Regions from separate parts of the Mus musculus genome. Here regions 1, 2, 3, 4, 5 and 6 are each linked to region 7. Evidence: chromatin contacts called from public HiChIP or PLAC-seq and promoter capture Hi-C data. All regions are on one chromosome and are shown on one strand. The core of a region is the stretch at or near the end of the contact, and the rest is flanking DNA. Distances in the headings are between cores, read along the strand shown. Region 1 holds the start of Setd1a (SET domain containing 1A). Region 2 holds the start of Zfp629 (zinc finger protein 629). Region 3 holds the start of Srcap (Snf2-related CREBBP activator protein). Region 4 holds the start of Zfp668 (zinc finger protein 668). Region 5 holds the start of Itgax (integrin alpha X). Region 6 holds the start of Fus (fused in sarcoma). Region 7 holds the start of Spns1 (spinster homolog 1).

Region 1 (2,700 bases), core at 16-2,515, 1.4 Mb before region 7:
GTCCTTGACACTCTCCAAGGACCAACATGCAGGGAGACCAGCAGGCACTCACCTTAAACTTAGGAACCGGGAGGGAAAAGTCTCTGGCTTTGGACCTGACATGACAGCGGGGGTCCTGGAGGTCTTCCACGGGGGTATACTTTGAGTCCTAACAAAGAAAGCAGGAAGAGATGAAACCAGGCTGAAAATTCACCAGCCTACTGACTCTATAAAGCCCATGTAGAAGCCAACATACAGAAGAGCTGGGAGAGCTTGCTCATTCTCAAAAAACCAAACTACAGGTATAGGAAGTCTGGGTGTTGAATACTGAACAGGGGGAAGCGGGGAGGGGAGATTGGAGGTCCAAATAAGTCAAGAAAGGCTCGAGGGCACTCACACTGACACTGAAGTGGACTCCGTCATAGCGGTACACCTTCTGGGAAGGCCTGCGCAAAGCAGGGTCCAAAGCAGGATCCACTATGAGCTTGTAGTTCCGCCACTGGAAGCTCGGGGCTTTCTGCCCGTCTCCCCCACCTTCCTGGTCCATCTTTGCTCATTTACACTGTCAGGAAAAGAGGGATACGGAATGGGAGTCCACGACTTAGGCCTGACTCCCTTGCTGTCCCCTCAATGTCTAGCCCCGATTCCAGGGTCTCACATCAGTCCAGTCCCCGACACCTCAGCATGACCCGTGGCTCCCTCAGATCTTGCCCTGAGGAGCTGGGCTCACTATGGCACTCCATTCCTCTCCATCCCCAATTCTACCCTCAGGGCCCAGGCCCATCTCGCGCCCCCTTACCTTCCCGCTCTCCCCAGCGCGCCCCACTTGGCCTCCACGCAAGACCCCTCCCCCGTCCCCTCGCAGGCCCCGCCCCCTCCCGCCTCCTCACCGGCCAAGCGGCCCGGGCCGAGCCCCGCTCCCGCTCCCACACAGCCGCTCGCGTCCCCGCGCCCCGATCCTCCGAACCAGAGGTGGCACCTCTTCGGGGCGTTGGAAACACCGCGAGACCGAATCTGAGACCCAGCTTCGGTCCCTGAATCCAGGCGGGGGGGTGGGGGGAGGTAACGCGCGCCGCTGCCCTCTCCTCCCGCCCGGGCGCGTTCGGTGTCGTCCACCCCCCCCACCCCGTCGGCGCGCACGCGCGCCGGGGCCCTACTCACCCGCTCGTGGCGAGCGGCTCACCCTCCCCCCACCGCGCGCAGCACCTCAGCGGCGTGAGGCGGCGGCGGCGGCGGCGGCAGCGCGAGACCCGGCCCCGCAGCGGTGGCGGCGGCGGCGCCCCCCCACCACCACCTCCCCGGCGCGCGCACCAAACACCACCGCCACCTGCGCGAGGCCCAGCGGGCACAGCGTCTGCATCCGCACTTTCGCTACAAGGACTGCGGAGCGATCCACGGGGCCGAGGGTAGCGGCCTTGCCTCGGCCGGCGCCCTGCGAGGCTCGGGAGTTGTAGCCCAGGGAGCCTGAAGATGGGCCGCATTCCCCGGAGAGTGGACCGCACCACCCTGATCCAGCTGCTCCGGCCTTGGGGTTCCTGGCGAATCGGCGGCGACGAAAGCTGCGACGAGCCCCTGAGGGAAGGGGGCGGAGCGAGGGGGAGGACGCCAGCCAGAGCTCGGGAGATTTGAGTGGCGCGTCCAACGACGCAGATTCGCGAGGCGGGCGGGGCGAATGAGTGGACAGGATGCGCGCTCCTCGGCTCCTCTTCCCTGCCCCTTCCTTGCGCAGCCCGAATGCCTATGAGGCTGCAGTGCAGATTCGCCACCGTCCTGGGCTTTGGCCGTCACCTCTTCTCACCTGCTGTAGAGTCAAGAAAATGACGCCTGGCTCGCCAAGCCCTGTTGGCAGAGTCGACCTCTAGTCCTGGATTTTTTTTTTTTTCAGTAGAACGACTCAAGGAACAGCACACTTCCTACTTAGTGCGAAATGGTTACAAGGAAGAAGTCTTCTCGGCGTTTCCTGAAAATTTTCAGACAAGAAAAGCTGCCCAAATAATCCTAAGGAGTCGGGTAGCGAATCTGCCGATCCGGTTGTGGGCGGGGCTAACGAGAGAGGCGTGGCCAGGCGTGCGGAGCCCGGCGTAACGGGCTGCTTCCCTTAGAATCCACCAAAACCTGGGAGGGGTGGGAGGTGGAAAAATACAACCAGGAGGGGTGACTCAGGCGCTTTGCCTACCGACGCACAGAGTGAAATGATCGGTTCCTTCCCGCTTTTATATTCGGGCTCCTGTTGTTTTTCAGACAGCATGACATCGAACTTGCTATATAACGGAGGATGGCCTCGAACTCCAGATCCTTTTGCCTCTATTTCCTGAGTACCGGAATTACAGGTGTGCACACCATAACCGGTTTATAGCATGCTGGGAGATCTAACTCAGGGCTTTCTGCGTGTTAGGCCAGTACCCTAGTTACACCTCCCTTGGGCTAGTTTTAAAATGTTCCTTCTGAGCCGAGCAGTGGTGGTACACGTCTTTAATCCCAGGACCTGGGAGGCTGAGGCAGGTGGATTTCTGAGTTGGAGGCCAGCCTGGTCTACAGAGTGAGTTCCAGGACAGCCAGAGCTACACAGAGAAACCCTGTCTCAAAAAAAAAAAAAAAAAAAAAAAAAAAAAAAATGTTCAGTGGTTAAAATCAGGGTTCTGTTGAGCTTAAAAGAAACATAAAGACCCTTAAGTAGATCCTATAAAAAGTAAAGGTCTGATGTAACCCGGTTATTCTTGA
Region 2 (2,700 bases), core at 146-2,645, 1.2 Mb before region 7:
TGAGAGGGTGGAGCCTCCCCTGTTTCTATTCCCTCACCCTGGCACATCAAACATAGCTAGATGCATCCTCTCCCACTGAGACCAGACAAGGCAGCCCAGTTAGGGGAACAAAATCCACAGGCTGGCAAAAGCTGTAGAGACAACCCCTGATCCAGCTGTGGAGGACTCACATGAAGACCGAGCTATATACATCTGCTACATGTGTGGGGGAGGGGGGTTTGACCCAGCCAGTATATATTCACCTAGGTTGGTCTTAATTCATGGTGATTTTCCTGTGTCAGCTTGCAGTGCTAGAGTCACAGCTATTCACTCCCATACAGGGCTTGGAATTTATTTATTTATTTATTTATTTATTTATTTATTTATTTATTTATTTAAGGTTTGAAACGAGTCCTATTGTGCATCCCAGGCTGATCCTGAAGTCCAACTCTTGATTCTCCTGCCTCAGCCTACTAATGGCTGAAGATTACAGGTGGTGTGCTTAGCTACTATGGAACTTTTTGAGGGTAGAATGTTCAATTGTTCAACTCTGGTCTCCTCACACCTGGGTTCATTGAAAACTGTGGCCTCGAACTTTACCTCACATCTCATGTCTTGATTAATTTGCCTTGTAAAATGGGGATGATTCTAAGTCCTCTCTCAGGATGTGGTGGGGAGAAAATGAGACACAAGCAGGAACAGTTTGGGAGCCCTGTGAGGTTCCTTGTTTAGAAACAGGGTCTCGCTAGGTAGCCTGGAGCTATGTGGGCCACGAATATTTTGAACCTTCAGGTCCTCCTGCCTCTGTCTCCCAAGCAACGGAATTACAGGAATTCACCACTACTTCTTGCTCCCTAAGTTTATGGAAGGATTGCCCTGCAGTGAGTTGCATACCTTACCACCGAGCTGCTGGGAAGGGGTAATGCTTGCCTACCTTGTCAGTTTCTTCCTCCAGGGAGACCTGACCACCGGTGGGGGGGTGAGAGGTGGGTAAGAGGGTCCGTAGCGCTGGGTAGCCTTGCCTGGCCCATTAGCTTCTGCTCTTACCGCTAGGTCAGCCCACCCAACCTTTGCTTTCACCTCCTAATCACCAACCCAGGCATACCAGCCCCAGTCCTGGGTGAGTCCAAACAAAGGCGGGTCTCAGGGGACCCGCGGCGGCCGAATCTGAGATCAGCTTAACTGAGCGGCTGGCAGAGTCTTTGGAGAGAATGGCCAGAAATCCGAAGACCTTCGCCGGCCTCTGAGCTCCCCCAAAAGCTGATCTTCCGTGATTCCACTAGACACTGGGAGAGGGGCGTCATCAGCCACCTCCTTGCTTCCATACCCACCCCCTCATTTTTTCCCAGGCTGTGGGAGGCAAAGGGTTAAATCCCATAGAGCTGATGTTCTGACTCCAGGCTAGAGGGGCCCGGGAAGCTGGGGTCACTTCCTGCTCCGTCCCAGTCACCCTGAACTGGTCCCCGGGTCCTCAGCCTGGAATCACCCCTTGAGAAGGACCCTAGAGTTCCCGGCATCTAGCCCGTCCCCCGAGGCAGGGCACTTAAGGGGTTAAGTCCCCTGGGGCTGGCCTCTGCCTTTCGGCTTTTCCCAGACCCCAGAGCCGTGAGTTGGGGCCGCCTGGGTTCCCGGGGTGGCCTGGAGGCCCGGGACAGCCGCCGGGGAACAATAGGGCCAAGGAGGCGGCGACGGGCGAGGGGCGCAGGCCGGGCCCGGGGCGGCGGGGGACGGCGGCCGGGGGATTGTGAGAACCGCGCGGGGACCGCCGTGGGGGAGGGGAGGCGCGCGCGCCCAGAGAGCGAGTCCGGCCGGGGGCGGCGAGGCGGCCGCCGCTCTCCCGGAGCCGGGCAGCCTGGGCGTCCGCGGCGGGGAGGGAACGCCGGCGGCTCGCCTGGGCTTTGGGAGCCGGGGACAGGGTGGGTGCTCCCGGCCGGAGGCGCTCAAGTCTTGGTCCGCCGGGGTGCGGGGGGCGGCGTCGAGGGCGGTCCCGCTGCCTCCTGGTCAGGGTCACCCTGGGCCGCGCGCACCTCCGCGGGAAGGCAGCCGTCTCCGGCAGTCCTTCCCGCCTCGGTCCTCTGGGGGTCGTCCGGGGCAGGAGGCTGGCGCTCTTGGGCCTGGGCTGGTTCCCAGTAGTAGTCGCCTCGCAGTCTTTGCTACTTCTTGCATGTGGCCTGGTTATTAACTCTTTCCCTTCTACGGTAGGCCCTTGAGTTTTAAGTTTCTCTGTCCAAGTATCTAAGCTCCTACCTGTTCTCGGTCAGCTCAGCAGGGTAACCTTCTCCTCTCCGGGGGGCCCCCATCTCTCCCTAAAAACACTTAGAGATAGGGGATGGCTAACTCACTTCTCGGCTGCATTAGCAGTTGGTCAGCTGTCCATTGCTTCACCTGCTTCACACCCCAGCTACCTCTTGGTGAGCTTTGTCCTCTTTGTCCCTGTGCACAAAGTACCTATGCACACTGTCACCCCGAGGGTAGATTATTCCAGGGATTCCGTTAGATGTCAGCGCCCTCCTGCAGCCCTGTTCTCTCTCCTGGGGATCACCCCCGGGATTTTGAGTGACAGATATGACTCCTTCCCCTGGGGGCTCACTCTGACGAACTTATGTCACTTTTCTGACATCGATCTGCAAACTGATCTTAAAAGACACTGAACAAGATAGGCTGGCTTTCTGGGAGCATGAGGTGTCCAGCTCACTCAGTCCTCCAGCAGAGTTTTTACTG
Region 3 (2,700 bases), core at 95-2,594, 1.1 Mb before region 7:
GCGCCACCAACCGCCCGGCAAGAAAGAGCTTTATAAGCAGACTTAAGTGAGGAAGGCGCCAAGGAGCCCTAACAGCCGGAAACAAGCAGGGTTAATAAAGTATTCAAGATCCGGAAGCATTTGCCTAGTTAATTCCTTATCTAGGTGTTGTGCTGCCTTGATTCACCCTTCAGAAATTCCAAGGATTGGAGGTAATCCAAAACCATGAGGCCCCAACTATGGACTCCAGCCTTCTTTATGACCTCCCAATACCCCCCCACCCCCCCCGCAGTGGACTGACCCAGCATGACCCTTGACCTCTGCCAAGTTTTGACTCCTCAGACGGCGGCCCCGCCCCCTCGCGGTCGCCCACCCCACCCAACGTGCTCGACCGGCTGGGGGAGGCGCCGGCGCGTGCGCGGCCCGGAGGCGGGGTGAGCCGGCGGCGCGCACGGCCAGATTGGGGAGGGGAGGAGGGGGGGATTCCCGCCAGAACCCGATCCCATAGACCGGGTCACAGGACTCAGATGTCCGCGTCCGTCGGCGCCCCCACATCCACAGACCGCAAAGAGCTCGGGAAGGAAGGGTTCGTGCGCCAAGTCTCGGGCTCCTAAATGGCTTATGGTGGGCGCGCGCCCGGACTACTCGTCCCGTGCACCCCTTTCCCTCGTCCGCGCCCCCGAGGGGAGGCAGGTTGGTGGGCGGGCAGAAGCGCACCTGGGTCCGTCCTCTCGAGGGCTGCTCGTTCGCGCACGCGTGCGCAGAAGGGCAGGAGGGGGGCGAGGCGCCGCTCTGACACCAGGTGCCGCTCGGCCCGACGCCCTCCCCCCCACCCCCGGCTCCGGGAGCGCGCGCAGGCAACCTCGCTCGCCAGCCCCGGGGCCCCGCCGGGCGGTGCGCGCGCAGCACCCCGGGAAGGTGGGAAGCGGCGCTCGCAGATGCGCGCGCAGGCACCCGTCAGGGGAGGGGAAAGTGTGGGGCCTCCGCCATCTTGTCTCCCTCTCCTTACCTGCGTCCTCGGGGGCGTGCTCACCACCCCCCCTCCCGCCGAGGAGGGGGGAGGGCCCCCTCTTGGTCGCCGCCTTCACCACTTTAAATTCCCCTAAGGGCCGTAACACGAGCCACCCCGATGCTCCCACCGCTTCCAGTCACGCCGCGAAGAGGTGCTTGGTGAGTTGAAGAAAAAGGAGACGCTACTCCCAGCGACCCCGCCGCCGCCTCCGCTGCTCCCGAGGCCTCACCAAAATGGCCGCCGCCGTCTCGGCCGCCACCGCCACTAGCACCACCACTACCACCACCACCAAGGCTCGTTATCGCTACCGCCAGAGCGGCCCGTCTTCTCGCGATACACAGTAACTGGAGGCTGAAGGGGCGGGTAGGCTCGCGTGCTAGCGTAGGACTGTGCGGCGCAAAGCAAGGTGGGAGTTGTAGTTCGCTCCGAGGCTCCATGCTGGCCCAGCACGCTTCAATAGGTCTGAAACTCGTGCTGCATTGCAGCTGCCCACTGGGACCACCCTTTGGATTTCGGAGTTTTTGTTCTTACATATCACCCAGTGAAATGAAACAAATGAGTAGAAGAGCTTAGACCTACTGATTCCTACAGCAGTTACTTTTTGTTTTTGAAAGGTGAGGTCTAACAATGTAGCCTTGGCTGACATGGACTCGCTATGTAGATCAAGCTAACCTTAAACTTACAAAGTTGCTCCTGCGTCTGCCTGGAATGAACGTATGCACCACCACTACCAGCTGCGGTTGACTTTGTAACACCGGTTTTCCCAAGAACTCTCAAATACAAGTACCATAGGTTTGCAGTCTTTTACATTTAAGAACTATTTTGAGAGGTTGAGAACATAGCTCAGTGATTAAGAATATTGGCTGCTTCCACTTTGAGAGGACATTCTATCTCCACACTAAAGAAGCTCCTAACAGTTATTCCAGTTCCAAGGAATCCGACACCCTCTTCTGGCCTCAGAGAGCAATACACAAACACGGTGCACAGACATACACGCAAGTAAAACTCCCATTCAAGTCAAATAAAAATCCTTAAGGAAAAAAAGGCTGGGTGGTGGTGGCTCATGGCTTTTAATCCCAATAGAGGCTGACGAATCTCTGACTTCAGAGCCATCCTGGTCTATGAAGCTAGCTCTAGGACAACCAAAGCTACAGAGAAAAATTCCTGTGTCTAGGGGGGAAAAAATCTCTTAGAGAATCTGATACTCCCTTCCGATTTTAAGGATGCATTTATTATCTACAACGGTTCCAAGGAAGATTTTGAGCCATTGGTTACATAACAAGACCCTGCCCCAAAACATAACTAATAATTAAGAAAACAGGATAAAAATAAATCAGCGATGGACAGAGGAGAAGCTATTGAGGGGAAATGGAAGTTGAATAGAGACTGGAAGAAAGATTCTTTACAGCTAGGTATGGTAGCATAAATGCACAATCCCAATTTACTGGTTGAGGCCAACCTGTGCTGTTGCATAAGTCAATACAAACAACCACACAGAGCACACACACACTAATATTCTAAAGTTCAAGATTATCCTGTCTAAAAAAAAGGATATGCATATAATCTTATAGTAACTATGTGTTGCTTTTTTTCACTTTAGTACTTTAAAGGTGTGTGTGTGTGTTTAAATAATTTACAGAGGCAGAGCTGGAGAGATGTTTTAAGTGGTTAAGAGCACTGGCTGCTCTTCTAGAGAACACAGGGTTTGA
Region 4 (2,700 bases), core at 55-2,554, 1.5 Mb before region 7:
CAAACTAGTTTCACACTTATGAATTTTCCTACCTCAGACTCCTGAGAGTTGAGATTGAAGGAGACAGCCACGACTGTTGGGCAGGCCTTACACAGACGTGCAACCTTTCTTTCTTCACTCTTCAGCTAAACCGAGTGGTCTGAAAAGAATGGCAGAGCAGCTGCTTTCTTCAGTGGTCACCTATGTGTTGTAGAAGGTAGAGGCCCTCTTAGGGACGAACCTGGCTTCAGTGGTCACCTATGTGTTGTAGAAGGTAGAGGCCCTCTTAGGGATGAACCTGGCCTTTTCAGCATCACACTGTTTCCCTGTTAGGCGTTAGTTTTACTTCCTTTAAGTACATTTAATCCCATTCCATTTCAGGTTGAAAGTTCATTTTATTCTCTGCCTTTTCTATCCCCTACCTACCTTACCTTGCTGTCTCCAACACTTTTCATTCCCTCTTCTACTTTTTCTCTAAATTATGATAGCAACTCAGGCTGGACAGTACCATGGGCCAAGCACTGCTGTTACACAAGTGTATTTGGGGTGGGTGGGTGGCATTTCAGACAGGGTCTTACTATGTAGCCCTCGCTTCCCAAACTGGGACTAGAATCATGCGACACTATGATAAGCTTGTAAGTACATTTACACCACTAAATCCAAAGCCGTGTTACCTCGTTTTTTTACATAAACTCACTTCAAGAGGCAACCTTCATTCCAAAACCAGCAGCAGCTATTCATTTCTGCCACATCATCTGGCCTTTCTCCGGGGCTGACTAGTCTCCTGGGACCCTAGCACAACTATTTCTAATCTCACCAGCTGAGCCTGGTCCCAGAATTCTCACTTCTCAAAACTCCTTCACTCGAGTCCCCTTTTCCTAACCAACCACCATCACATTCCTGTAGAGTCACTCGTCTTTTCTGCCAATTTCTTCTCTAGATCCCTACCTCGCACCAGGAGTGCCTTCTGGTTCCCGCCGCCGGCGCGTCCGTTGGAGGTCGTGAACGGGAGCGCGCCTGCGCACTGGGACCCTTACCCTAACTGCAGCCGCGAGCCATAAGTGGTGGCTGGTGCGAGAGTTCTCGAGCCCATACACACGCACACTCAGCCAGGGTACCCGGGAGTGGTAGCTGAGGGAAAGGTGCGGGAGAGAGGAGGAGGTAGAGGGAGCAGGGACAGCTGGTATGAACCCAGAGTCTAGCCCAGTTCCGCGGACACTTCCTATTGTTACCAGGAACCAGGAAGTGTCCTAGATGCTAATGCTTCCCCGCGAAACTTCCGCCTGGGAACACTTCCTGTCCCTCCCGCGGGCAGTGTTTCCGCACGGACACGCTTCCGGCGCTAGGTTCCGGGTGGGCCCGACTGTTTGTTTTCTTTTTGTTGTTTTGAGACTGGGTCTAACTCTGCAGCCCGGGCCGGCCTCGAGCTCGGAGCAATCCTCCTGCCTCAATTTCCAGAATGCTGGAGCTCCCAGGCAGCGTGAGCCCCCACGCTCCGCTGCGGGCGCAGCTCTGGCTCCGCCCACGCAGGTCGGCGCGGCGTTCGGATGGATTTAAGCCACACTTCCGTCCAGAGCTGCTGAAACCCTTCGCGTGCTTATTCGGGCAGTACGGTCACAGGAAAGACCCTGCAGCCCCGGCTACGGCGCTTTGGTGACACTTTTCACGAGGTTCCATAAAAGCTTCTTCCCAGGGCTGGCGTGGAGGGATCCTCGCTGAGTCCTTTCCTCGCTGTTAGAGGAAATGTGGACTCGACGTGGACGCGGGCACCACAAAGCCCGAGCGCCCTCTCCGCATCGTCCCACCTCCTAGCTCCTGCAGACGCTTCCGGCGACTTGGCGGGTGTCCGCCGTCAATCAGCCCGGCGTGCCAGCCCCTCAGCACCCAGAAACCCTTCGCAAGATACTTCTCTGCTTCCGCAGGCTCGGGGCTGCTTCCCTAAGTTTTTCCTTCCTCCCGAGCAAGGAAGGCGGCCTTCCACTTCCGCCGTCTGCCCGGCGGCCCCTCCCCGCCCTCCCTCCGGGTCCTAGCGCCTGCCCCTCTCCGACTGTCCCGAGCTCCGTCGGCGCCAGGCACCGCCGCCAAAGCTGCGGAGCCTGCGAAAACCGATCCAGGTAGGACACGCCGGCGGGAAGTCGCGGGGGCTCGGGCAGCGGCCCCCGACGCGGTTTGGGGTGCTCCCGGCTTCACGTGTGCTGCCGAGCGGACGGAGTTGACCAGGCGCGAGCATCCCGGGCGGGGCGAGCCGTGAGCGGCCTCGGGCGGGCTGCGGGCCCAGCAGGTCCTAGAACCCGCCCGGTGCCCGCCGGTCAGTGCTTTGGATGCCCAGGCTCAGCGGACGCGACTGCCGGCCCTGCTCGGCGCGGACCCGGGGGTCCTAGAGTCCGCCATGTTCCGGGCTTTTGTCTGAGTGGCGAGGGCCTCGTCGCCGAGTCCTTGGCGGCTGCGCCCCCCCTCCCAGTCCGAGGTTCTGCCCGCCCCTCCCGCGGTCCTAAAGAACGCCATTTTGCAGGTCTTTGTCCTGCTCTGAATCCTCCGTCCATTCATTTCTTCATGCCTTCCTTCTTCATTCATTCTGCCCTGTTCCGCTCGCCGAAGCTACGTTATCCTAGGGTTTAGTCCCAAATGAGTCAGCATACAGCCCCGCTCTGCGGGGGCTGCCTGTCTGGCGAGGACACCCGCACAAACACGGTTGCAGAGAGCGAGGAGCGCTGGGTTTCT
Region 5 (2,700 bases), core at 142-2,641, 1.8 Mb before region 7:
GAGGCGGGGCCGTAACTCACCCTGGAGGGAGATGGGCTCACAGTTGCCTGTGTGATAGCCACATTTGTAGAGGCCACCTATTTGGTTAGTGGCTTTTATTTCCTTTGGTGCTCCAACCACCACCCTGTGGGGAGACAGAGAGCACTGCAGTTAGGAGCCACGACAGAGAGCTGACAACCGCTGGAGAATGGAGGTTCAATTTAAATTCCAGGTAGGTAGTATTTTGTTTTGTGCTTTATTCTCTCCTAATCGAAGCCCTCCATTTCTGGCATCTAGGTATTTCATAAACATGTGTTAGACGGACAGACAATTCCTTGTAAGTGTACAATGACGTCTGAAGGAACACCCTGTGGTTTGCAGGTTGGAGAAGAGCCCAGCATTTAGTAGGCACTTGGTAAGTGCTATCTGAAGTTATCCTAAAGGCCTGTTTTCAGGAAAGCATTCATAACACAAATAAAATTGTCACATTCCATAAAGAGAAAGTATGCAGGTGATACCACTGGAGTGTGGGGCTGGGGAGGGATGGGACTCTGTACAGCTACCACCAAGTCCTCACCAGGAACTATCATACTGGAGCACACTGTGTCCGAACTCAGCACCGTCCATGTGAAAATGTGTCAGCTTCTCTGCATCCAAGTTGAAGCCAAGACAAGAAACAAACCCTGAGGAAGCGTGAGAGGCTTTAGAGCAGGTCCCCTCCCTCTTGGCCACCTTCCTGCCCGCCTCAGCTGCATCTCCCAAGCTCCTGACTCCCTTGTCTCCCTTCCACACTCAATACCCACAGAGGCCCTGGTCCTGGACTCCAGACTCATCTCTCGTCTCTCCTTCCCCTAGTTCATGAATTACTTTCCACTGTTAAATTTCAGTTCTGTCTCCACAGAGTGAGCATCAGAGTTTGAAGACACACATTTTCCCCATCTCTATCCATGGGGCTTTGATGAAGGAGAACCCAGGGAACACGGAAACCATAGGGGAATTCTAGGATCACCATGAAGTGTATGTGCTCTGCCTACTTCAGAAATCTGTGGGTTGTCAAGGCCAACCTGCCTCACTCTCAGGATCTCTTGGGTTCTCCCCGCAAATGGCCTCTTTGATATTCTCTCATTCTCCAAACTCCAGATCCAAAGCCCTTATGTCTCAGCCGTCGTCGTCGTCGTCCCCCCACCCCAACGCCAAGTCACTCTCCCTACCAAGGTCCTGATCTCTCAACCACAGCCTCCATCTCACGGGCCTGACTTACTAGGAACAAGTCCCCAGCCCCTCTTCTCTGAGGCCCAGGCTCACCCAACAGCAGAAGAAAGGCTATCCAGGTACAGCTCATGACTGGAGAACAGAAGCAGGCTCTGAGCAACTTGGAGACAGCTGCCAAGTCACCACAGAAGAAGCAAATGAGAAGAAAGGTGGTCAGGAGGCCAGAGACCAGGAGGGAAGTTGTCAGCGTGACTCAGAGGAGGTGGGGGCAAACTGAGATGAAATGGATAGAGTGGGGACCGAGGCAGCCTACACACTTCCAGGGAAGAGTTGCTCTACTTGAAACGACTTGGTGACATATTGTTCTGGTTCCCCAATTCTTGCCCGGATGGATATATGTAAACTCCCGGATTATCTGATCCCTCTCAGACTTTTGTACTGGCAGAAGTTTCCCTTGACCTTGAAGTGTGAGTCAGCCACAGGAGGAGAGAGAACAGATGACGGAGCCCTCCACTTCTGGCCTGGAAGTAGACTAAGAAGTAAGCACATGATCCATGTAGGGAGCACAGGCTGGCATTCATTCATTCATTCATTCATTCACTCATTCATTCATTCAGTGGATTAGTCATTTGCTCAACATAATCAAGAGGGGTGGTCTGAGCCTTTTGCTAGGTATAGGAGAAACATAACCCAGAGATCAGAGTAAAAGCAGATGGGTGAACACTAAAGTGGGCCCTGTGAGAAAAGAGGTACAGAGACCAACCACTAGAAGTATTACTCAGACCGAGAGGACCTCAGACTGCTTTCTGGGGGAAGTAGCACTTGAGCTGAGTCTTAAAGGCAGCCAAGGTCAAGAGAATACTAAAAACTGAATTTCAGAAGCAATGGATATGTTCATTAGGATTATCATCCCTTAAACCTTATTCTGGAAGATAACCCTGGCCCACAGCTGGCCATTAGGCCCTTTCTCCTATCAAGAACCTGCCTCTGTCAGGCACTCCAAAGAGGGGGTGGGGTAAGCATTGGATCGAAAGTTCTGGTTCTCATTCCTCTCCCAGGAAAAGTTTGATTGTTCCAGGCCGCCAGAACATCCTTGGATAGCAGCAGCCAGCAAAGAACTGGGGTGCTAAGTAGCTGGCATTTGTGACAGTACCTTTACAGTACAAATCTTCCTATGTTGACCTGCTTTAGAGGTAACACTGATGGCATCTCGTTTGGTCTAAAATGGCTAAGCATACATTTCTGTAAACATGTTTTAATGTTCAGAGTGCAACTTGGGGCTGGGACTTTAGAGAGATACTCAGGTGATATCATAGGTGAAGTTTTGTAGCTCAAGACCCACATACGCCTCAAATAATTTCCATGCTGGACTGGATTCTCTTTGGGCACTAGCCAAACTGGACACAAACTATTTTTATTAGAGGTTTTCTCCTTATTTTTCCTCATTTTGTGGAGTGACTTCTTGCTGGAGGCCTTGTTTCTCTGGCACACCATAAAGAGTTAACAGGA
Region 6 (2,700 bases), core at 166-2,665, 1.6 Mb before region 7:
AGACCACCTCGAACTCACATAGATCTGCCTACTTCTACCTCTTAGTCCTGAAACTAAAGGTGTGTGCCACCAAACCTGGCTCAATCTTTAAAAAAAAAAAAAAAAAAAAAAAAAAACTCAAAATACAGATCATCCCTTAAGTTTAAAAATCCTTTTGACTTGTTGCAGGTCTTTCCAAGGCCTGCAACACACGTCACCACATTTTATATCTTCACAGCAGCTCTGTATACAGGAAAGGTGGTATCACCGGATGTCAAGATTAACTTTGACAGTCAGCGCTATTACACAGTTGAGTTCAAGCCCAAGGAAGCAGCTAGAAGAATGGGACTCTCCAACCCCCAAATGGCATGGTGCTCCCAAGGTTCCCGACGTGTGGCTCCAAATAACTGAGCTCCCGCCTACCATGCGCACCCAAAGCAGACAGCACTTTCAACAATCTGGGAAGCTGTAGCTCAGCAGCTCCCTGCAGGAAACCCAAGCTCTACCCCCGCACTGGGACAAAACTGACAGCGAGAGGGTGTGGCCTCGGAGAGCGACTCCTCTGATTTCCTTCCGGCCTTAGGAAAACTCAACTCTGAAGTGGGAAACTCAGGCCGGGGTCCCTGACTCCGTTGGTCATCCCCTGGCGGTCCTCCCAATCCCACGGACACGCAGGCCAGCCAGGAGCTTCCGCTCCCGCTGCGCGGCCACGGAGGCGGGAAGAGGTGGCCCCGCCCCTTCCCAAGGGACCCAGCGAGCAGGGCGAGGCCAGCACCGGACCACAAGTCTTCCGCCGAGGGTCTCGCGACAAAAAAAAAAAAAAAAAAAAAAAAAAGAAGAAGAAAGAAAGAAAGAAAGAAGAAGAAAGAAAAAAAGAAAAAAGTAAAAAAAACGGACCAACTCCTGGCGGGGGGGAGGGGGGCCGCGGCGAGAAGGGGGAGGGGCCAGAGGAGCGCGTGCGCGCACCAAGTGCCCGGATGCAGCACTGCGACAAAGCGAGGCCGGGAACGGAGGGAGGGGAGGGGGTGGGGCGAAGCTGCGGAGACCCAGAGCTCCCTCACCCCGGTCACCCCACGTCGCCAGGCAGCGTCTCTCTCAACACTCGACTCAAGTGACCGGGCCAGGAGAGAAAACCCACGGTCTCCGCGCCAAAGGCGCCAGGGGAGCCAAACAAAATGGCGACACCGCCCTCCCCTTCCCTCCACCCGCTGCTTCCCGCCAGAGGTGGGGGAGCCCACTCGCCCGCCACCGCAGGCCCAGCCGAAAGCCAAAAGCCTTGCTGCGAGGGAACGAGGCCTCGCAGGGACGCGCCGTCGCCGCCTCGCGCTCCCACATACCGTTTGAAGCCATGTCCGCGCACGCGCGCAGCGCAGGCCGCCAAGCAACAAAGTTCCAGACGACCGCGAAGCGATGCCGCGAGGACTGAGCGGCCCCGCCTCCCGCGCCCGCCTTAAGTACGCCTGCCGCCTACGCGCCACCGGGACGTACCAAGTGGAGAAGCGCGAGGGGGAGGCACGCCCAGGTCCCCACCCTTCCCCGGGGATACGGAGAGCTCAGGAAGACAAGAGGGAAAACGAACTCGCTTTATTCCCAAACACTCGCACGCGCTTTCTCCTTGCGGCCGGTGGCTCTCGTCCGTCGCCCGGGGCTCGCCTTCGACACACCTCTACCCCACTAGAGGCAGAATGGTACGACCCGGCCTCCCGCTAGGGGCGGTGCCAGGGCCCTGCGCCCGAGAGCGGAACTGTGTAGTCAAGGCCTGGAGTCTCCGGGTGTGGGAACCGAAATCCTTCCGACCGGCCCAGCGGCTGGGCCCCACTTTCACTGGGGAAGATGCAGCATACTTTCGCTTGCCCTGGCCTAGCAACTGAGTCGAACGCAGTGTCGCTCTGGTCCTCCACATTCTCTCCTGACAGACAGCACACTGATCAGTCTCGTTTTTCACTTAGGAATGCCTCGGCTTGCTGTTCTTTAGACCTTAACAAGGTTTATAGATTGTGACGTTTAACCTGGAAGAAGATGAGCTTTAGTCTGGACCCTATGGCCCTAAGGCTGGTTCAACAATAACACATATGTATACAACTTAAGAGGCTTCAAACCCACAATTACCCCCCCCCTTTTTTTTTTTAATTTGGCCTCTCAGTACCGCTCAGTTGATCTCGAATCCTTGATCCTATTTGCCTTAGCCCTGTGCATCCTGGAATTACAGTCGTCCTGGTTTTCCCCCATCATCATCTTGTAAAGAAATCTGAGGAATGTAGCTTAATGATAGAGCGATCGTTTAGCCTGTGCATGACCCTGCCTACCTCTCCAGTCCCGGAGCTAGGCAGAGGTGGAGGGGAGATGGATCTTATGAGAGCAGTGAGCGGCTAGACTAAGAATGTGAATGAGGTACGAGGCAGTTCAGGGTCAGACCTTCTGATCTTTAAAGTCTAAGCCTGGGGAACTACAAAATGCTTCTTGGTTACAGGAAATGATTGAAAGCATTTAAAGGCATGAACACTTTTTGTCAGTTCAAGGACAAAACGAAATTCAAGGGGGTTGGAGAGACAGCTGCTCTAGAGAAACCACAGGTTCAATTCCTAGTACCCGAATGTGGGCAAACAACCAACTGTAATTCCAATACCAGGGACTCTGGGATCACAGAGATCAGGTAATTCATTTTGCAATGAGTAGGTTAGGATGGGTCTGAGGGAATGACATTTCTACTGGGAGTTTACC
Region 7 (2,700 bases), core at 103-2,602:
TTGTCAGTATTGGTACCAAGTATTTTATCCTCTGAGCCACCTTGCTGGCCCTTACCTATTTTCGAACTCTCAATCTCTCTCTCTCTCTAACTTTCTCTTTCTCTCTCTCTTTCTTTCTCTGTCTCTGTATCTCATCATTATCTAGTCCAGGCTGACTTAAGACTCAATACAGTCCAGTCTTCAAATCCTCAAACTTTTATCTGCCTCTTCCTCTGCTGTGCTGAGAGGGATATTAAAAAAAAAAGATTTATTTTCTGTATATGGATACACTGTCGCTCTCTTCAGATACACTAGAGTAGGGCATTGGATCCAATGGTTGTGAGCCACTATGTGGGATTTGAACTCAGGACCTCTGAAAGAACAGTCAGTGTTCTTAACCACTGAGCCATCTCCAGCCCCAAGAGGAATCTTTAATTTTTTGTTTTGTTTTGTTTTGTTTTTTGTTTTGTCGAGACTGGGTCTTATGTACCCAAAGCCACATTAAAGTTAACTATTGCTATGTATCAAGGACCACTTTGAACTTCCAATTCTCCTCCTTCTACCTTTTGCAACGGGCTGGGTGAATGAGGTACTGGGGACTTGAGCCCAGGGTTTCAGGAATGCTTGGCAGTATTTACTATCAACTGAACTACATCCCAGTTCTGGAAGTGGGATCACAAAACAGTATTTTCATAGAATCATAGTATTTTGCATTCAGAATGTATGTATATTAAGGAAAACTAGCAACCTGAGACGGTTCGCCATGGAACACCTTTAATCCCAGCCTTCTGAAGGCAAAGGCAGGTGGATGCCTGTGAATTGGTGGCCACACTGGTCAAAAAAGGGAATTCCAGGACAGTCAGACATACAGAGAAACCTTGGAAATAAAAGAAAGAAAAATGAAAAAACAAGCCAAAAAAAAAAAAGCCTCTGCTCCGTGGGTGCTGAGATAAAAGGTTTGTTTAATTCACTGCCACACCTAGTGGGATTTTTTTTTTGTATGTTTTGTTTTCAAGACTAAAGGTATTAAAGGCATGTGCCACCAGCCAGATTGAGTTTGTTGTTGTTGGTTTATGATAAGGTTCCTCCGTGTAGCCCTGGTCACCCGGGAACTTGCTCAGTAAACCAGGCTAGCCTCGACCACAGAGATCGGCTGCCTCTGTCTCTTTAGTGCTGGGATTAGAGCCATATGCCATTTTTTGGTGCAGGGTACATTGCAGTTCATTGGTTCTGAGCCTCCGCCTGTCCTCCAGGAGAGACACCAGAGGGCGCGAGGACACTAGTCTTGGTTGGAGAAAAACTCGAGGCCATAGACAAAACATCCTCTTCCTCCTAAACTCTAGCATCTTTTCTTGGAGGCAGGGTCTCACTCAGTATGTAGCCCTGGCTGACCTGGAACTCGCTATGTAAACCAGGCTGTCCTTGAAATTGCAAAGATCTCCGTCCTTCTGCCTTCTCCTGGGACTAAAGGTATGCGCTACTACGCCCGACTCTATAGGAATCTAAATGTCCACAGTGAAAGCTCATGATTGGTAAACAAAAGGAGGCAGCTGCTCGCCGCTATTCATCCAACAATTACTGAGCAATGAAGCCATCAGCCAGTCACTGAAGAAGAAAAGAGGAAACAACTCACTAGCATCTGTAGAGATGTAATATTTCCAAATAATCCACTATCTCGTGAAATCGGATAAATGGGTATTCCATCTAGGCGATTGATTACACCAGCTTGCGAGGCCCCCTGGAGGCTACTGGTGGAAGTAGGAACGAGCGTCGGGTTACCATAGCGGAGGAGCCCTAGAAACCCTGGAGGCTTCCGTAGGCGGTGGCAGGTCACGTGTTCAATCCTTGCACCGGGTGACTTTCTCCGGTAGGGCTCCGGTGTCACATGACCTGCTCTTGGGCAACATGGCGGCAGTTGTGTTGCTGAGCTTGGACTGAGCAACAGCGAGTGTGGCGCGCTCCTTCCCGGGCTTTGGAGTGCGTCAGCGTGAGAAGAGGGACTGGGTCCTGGTCTTCCTGCTCCTGTCCCAGCGTCACCTGCACCTCCTGTGTGCTCTCCTCTGTCGGAACCAGAGGGAATGACGAAGCCCAGGGCTTTTCGCAGTGGTGCACTGTGCATCGGACCACGCTCCTAGGCGATAGTGGGCAAGTCTTCTCGCAGTCCTCTCTCCAACCTCCTTCCGTCGGAGGTAGGACCGAAGCGTGGGCGGTTGCGATTCCCCAGGGACCATGGCCGGGTCCGACACGGCGCCCTTCCTCAGCCAAGCAGATGATCCTGATGACGGGCCAGCGCCCGGCCATCCGGGGTTGCCAGGACCCATGGGGAATCCAAAGTCCGGGGAACTCGAGGTCCCAGACTGTGAGGGGCTACAGCGCATCACTGGCTTATCTCGGGGCCATTCGACCCTCATAGTGGTGGTTCTGTGCTACATTAACCTCCTGAACTACATGGACCGCTTCACCGTGGCAGGTACGCACTGATGCTCCGAAGAAGGGATATAGGCAAGGGAGAAGTTCCCCAGGATAGGGTCGCCTCTTGGCGCTCATTCTTTGTTTTTTCTTTCCAGGGGTTCTTACAGACATCGAGCAGTTCTTTAACATCGGAGATGGTAGTACTGGCCTCATCCAGACTGGTGAGTGAGGCTACTGCCCACACAACCCCTCGTTCTTAATTGCCTCAAGTAGGCCTACATACATGCAGGTTTGCCTAGTGAAGCTTTA

The links. Promoter capture Hi-C pulls out the DNA fragments that hold promoters and counts their contacts. HiChIP or PLAC-seq counts read pairs in DNA pulled down with a chosen protein or histone mark. Capture Hi-C pulls out chosen DNA fragments and counts their contacts.
Region 1: an H3K27ac HiChIP or PLAC-seq map of regulatory T cells shows a contact between it and region 7, with 12 times the contacts expected there. The contact joins the promoter of Setd1a here to the promoter of Spns1 in region 7. A contact is called at or near these places in 3 of 39 promoter capture datasets (hippocampal neurons, liver and pre-B cells), 3 of 115 datasets of contacts at active chromatin or transcription factors (double positive thymocytes, regulatory T cells and thymic regulatory T cells) and 2 of 9 other capture datasets (adipose tissue and liver).
Region 2: a contact with region 7 is called in a promoter capture Hi-C map of pancreatic islet. The contact joins the promoter of Zfp629 here to the promoter of Spns1 in region 7. A contact is called at or near these places in 1 of 39 promoter capture datasets (neutrophils) and 1 of 9 other capture datasets (pancreatic islet).
Region 3: a contact with region 7 is called in a promoter capture Hi-C map of liver, with 3 times the contacts expected there. The contact joins the promoter of Srcap here to the promoter of Spns1 in region 7. A contact is called at or near these places in 3 of 39 promoter capture datasets (liver, neutrophils and pre-B cells) and 3 of 9 other capture datasets (adipose tissue, liver and pancreatic islet).
Region 4: an HNF4G HiChIP or PLAC-seq map of pancreatic cancer cells shows a contact between it and region 7. The contact joins the promoter of Zfp668 here to the promoter of Spns1 in region 7. A contact is called at or near these places in 3 of 39 promoter capture datasets (cranial neural crest, liver and neutrophils), 1 of 115 datasets of contacts at active chromatin or transcription factors (pancreatic cancer cells) and 2 of 9 other capture datasets (adipose tissue and liver).
Region 5: a contact with region 7 is called in a promoter capture Hi-C map of neutrophils, with 4 times the contacts expected there. The contact joins the promoter of Itgax here to the promoter of Spns1 in region 7. A contact is called at or near these places in 3 of 39 promoter capture datasets (liver and neutrophils).
Region 6: a promoter capture Hi-C map of liver shows a contact between it and region 7, with 4 times the contacts expected there. The contact joins the promoter of Fus here to the promoter of Spns1 in region 7. A contact is called at or near these places in 2 of 39 promoter capture datasets (hippocampal neurons and liver) and 2 of 9 other capture datasets (adipose tissue and liver).

What each region holds. Positions count from the first base shown.
Region 1 is chr7:127,775,954-127,778,653 of GRCm38.p6, reverse strand. Setd1a (SET domain containing 1A) reads right to left here and starts at 1,265. Exons shown (of 19, transcript NM_178029.3): 1 at 1,141-1,265; 2 at 377-541; 3 at 53-148. The coding sequence starts at 526.
Region 2 is chr7:127,613,967-127,616,666 of GRCm38.p6, reverse strand. It overlaps Zfp629 (zinc finger protein 629), which reads left to right and starts at 1,395. Exons shown (of 3, transcript NM_001362196.1): 1 at 1,395-1,584.
Region 3 is chr7:127,510,627-127,513,326 of GRCm38.p6, reverse strand. Srcap (Snf2-related CREBBP activator protein) reads right to left here and starts at 1,344. Exons shown (of 34, transcript NM_001304266.1): 1 at 989-1,344. 1700008J07Rik (RIKEN cDNA 1700008J07 gene) reads left to right here and starts at 458. Exons shown (of 1, transcript NR_024331.1): 1 at 458-2,700.
Region 4 is chr7:127,875,440-127,878,139 of GRCm38.p6, reverse strand. Zfp668 (zinc finger protein 668) reads left to right here and starts at 1,304. Exons shown (of 3, transcript NM_146259.4): 1 at 1,304-2,093. Zfp646 (zinc finger protein 646) reads right to left here and starts at 439. Exons shown (of 3, transcript NM_172749.4): 1 at 33-439.
Region 5 is chr7:128,128,241-128,130,940 of GRCm38.p6, reverse strand. Itgax (integrin alpha X) reads right to left here and starts at 1,391. Exons shown (of 30, transcript NM_021334.3): 1 at 1,285-1,391; 2 at 557-662; 3 at 21-124. The coding sequence starts at 1,321.
Region 6 is chr7:127,966,194-127,968,893 of GRCm38.p6, reverse strand. Fus (fused in sarcoma) reads right to left here and starts at 1,415. Exons shown (of 15, transcript NM_139149.2): 1 at 1,317-1,415. The coding sequence starts at 1,329.
Region 7 is chr7:126,376,586-126,379,285 of GRCm38.p6, reverse strand. It overlaps Spns1 (spinster homolog 1), which reads left to right and starts at 1,352. Exons shown (of 12, transcript NM_023712.3): 1 at 1,352-2,449; 2 at 2,547-2,612. The coding sequence starts at 2,209.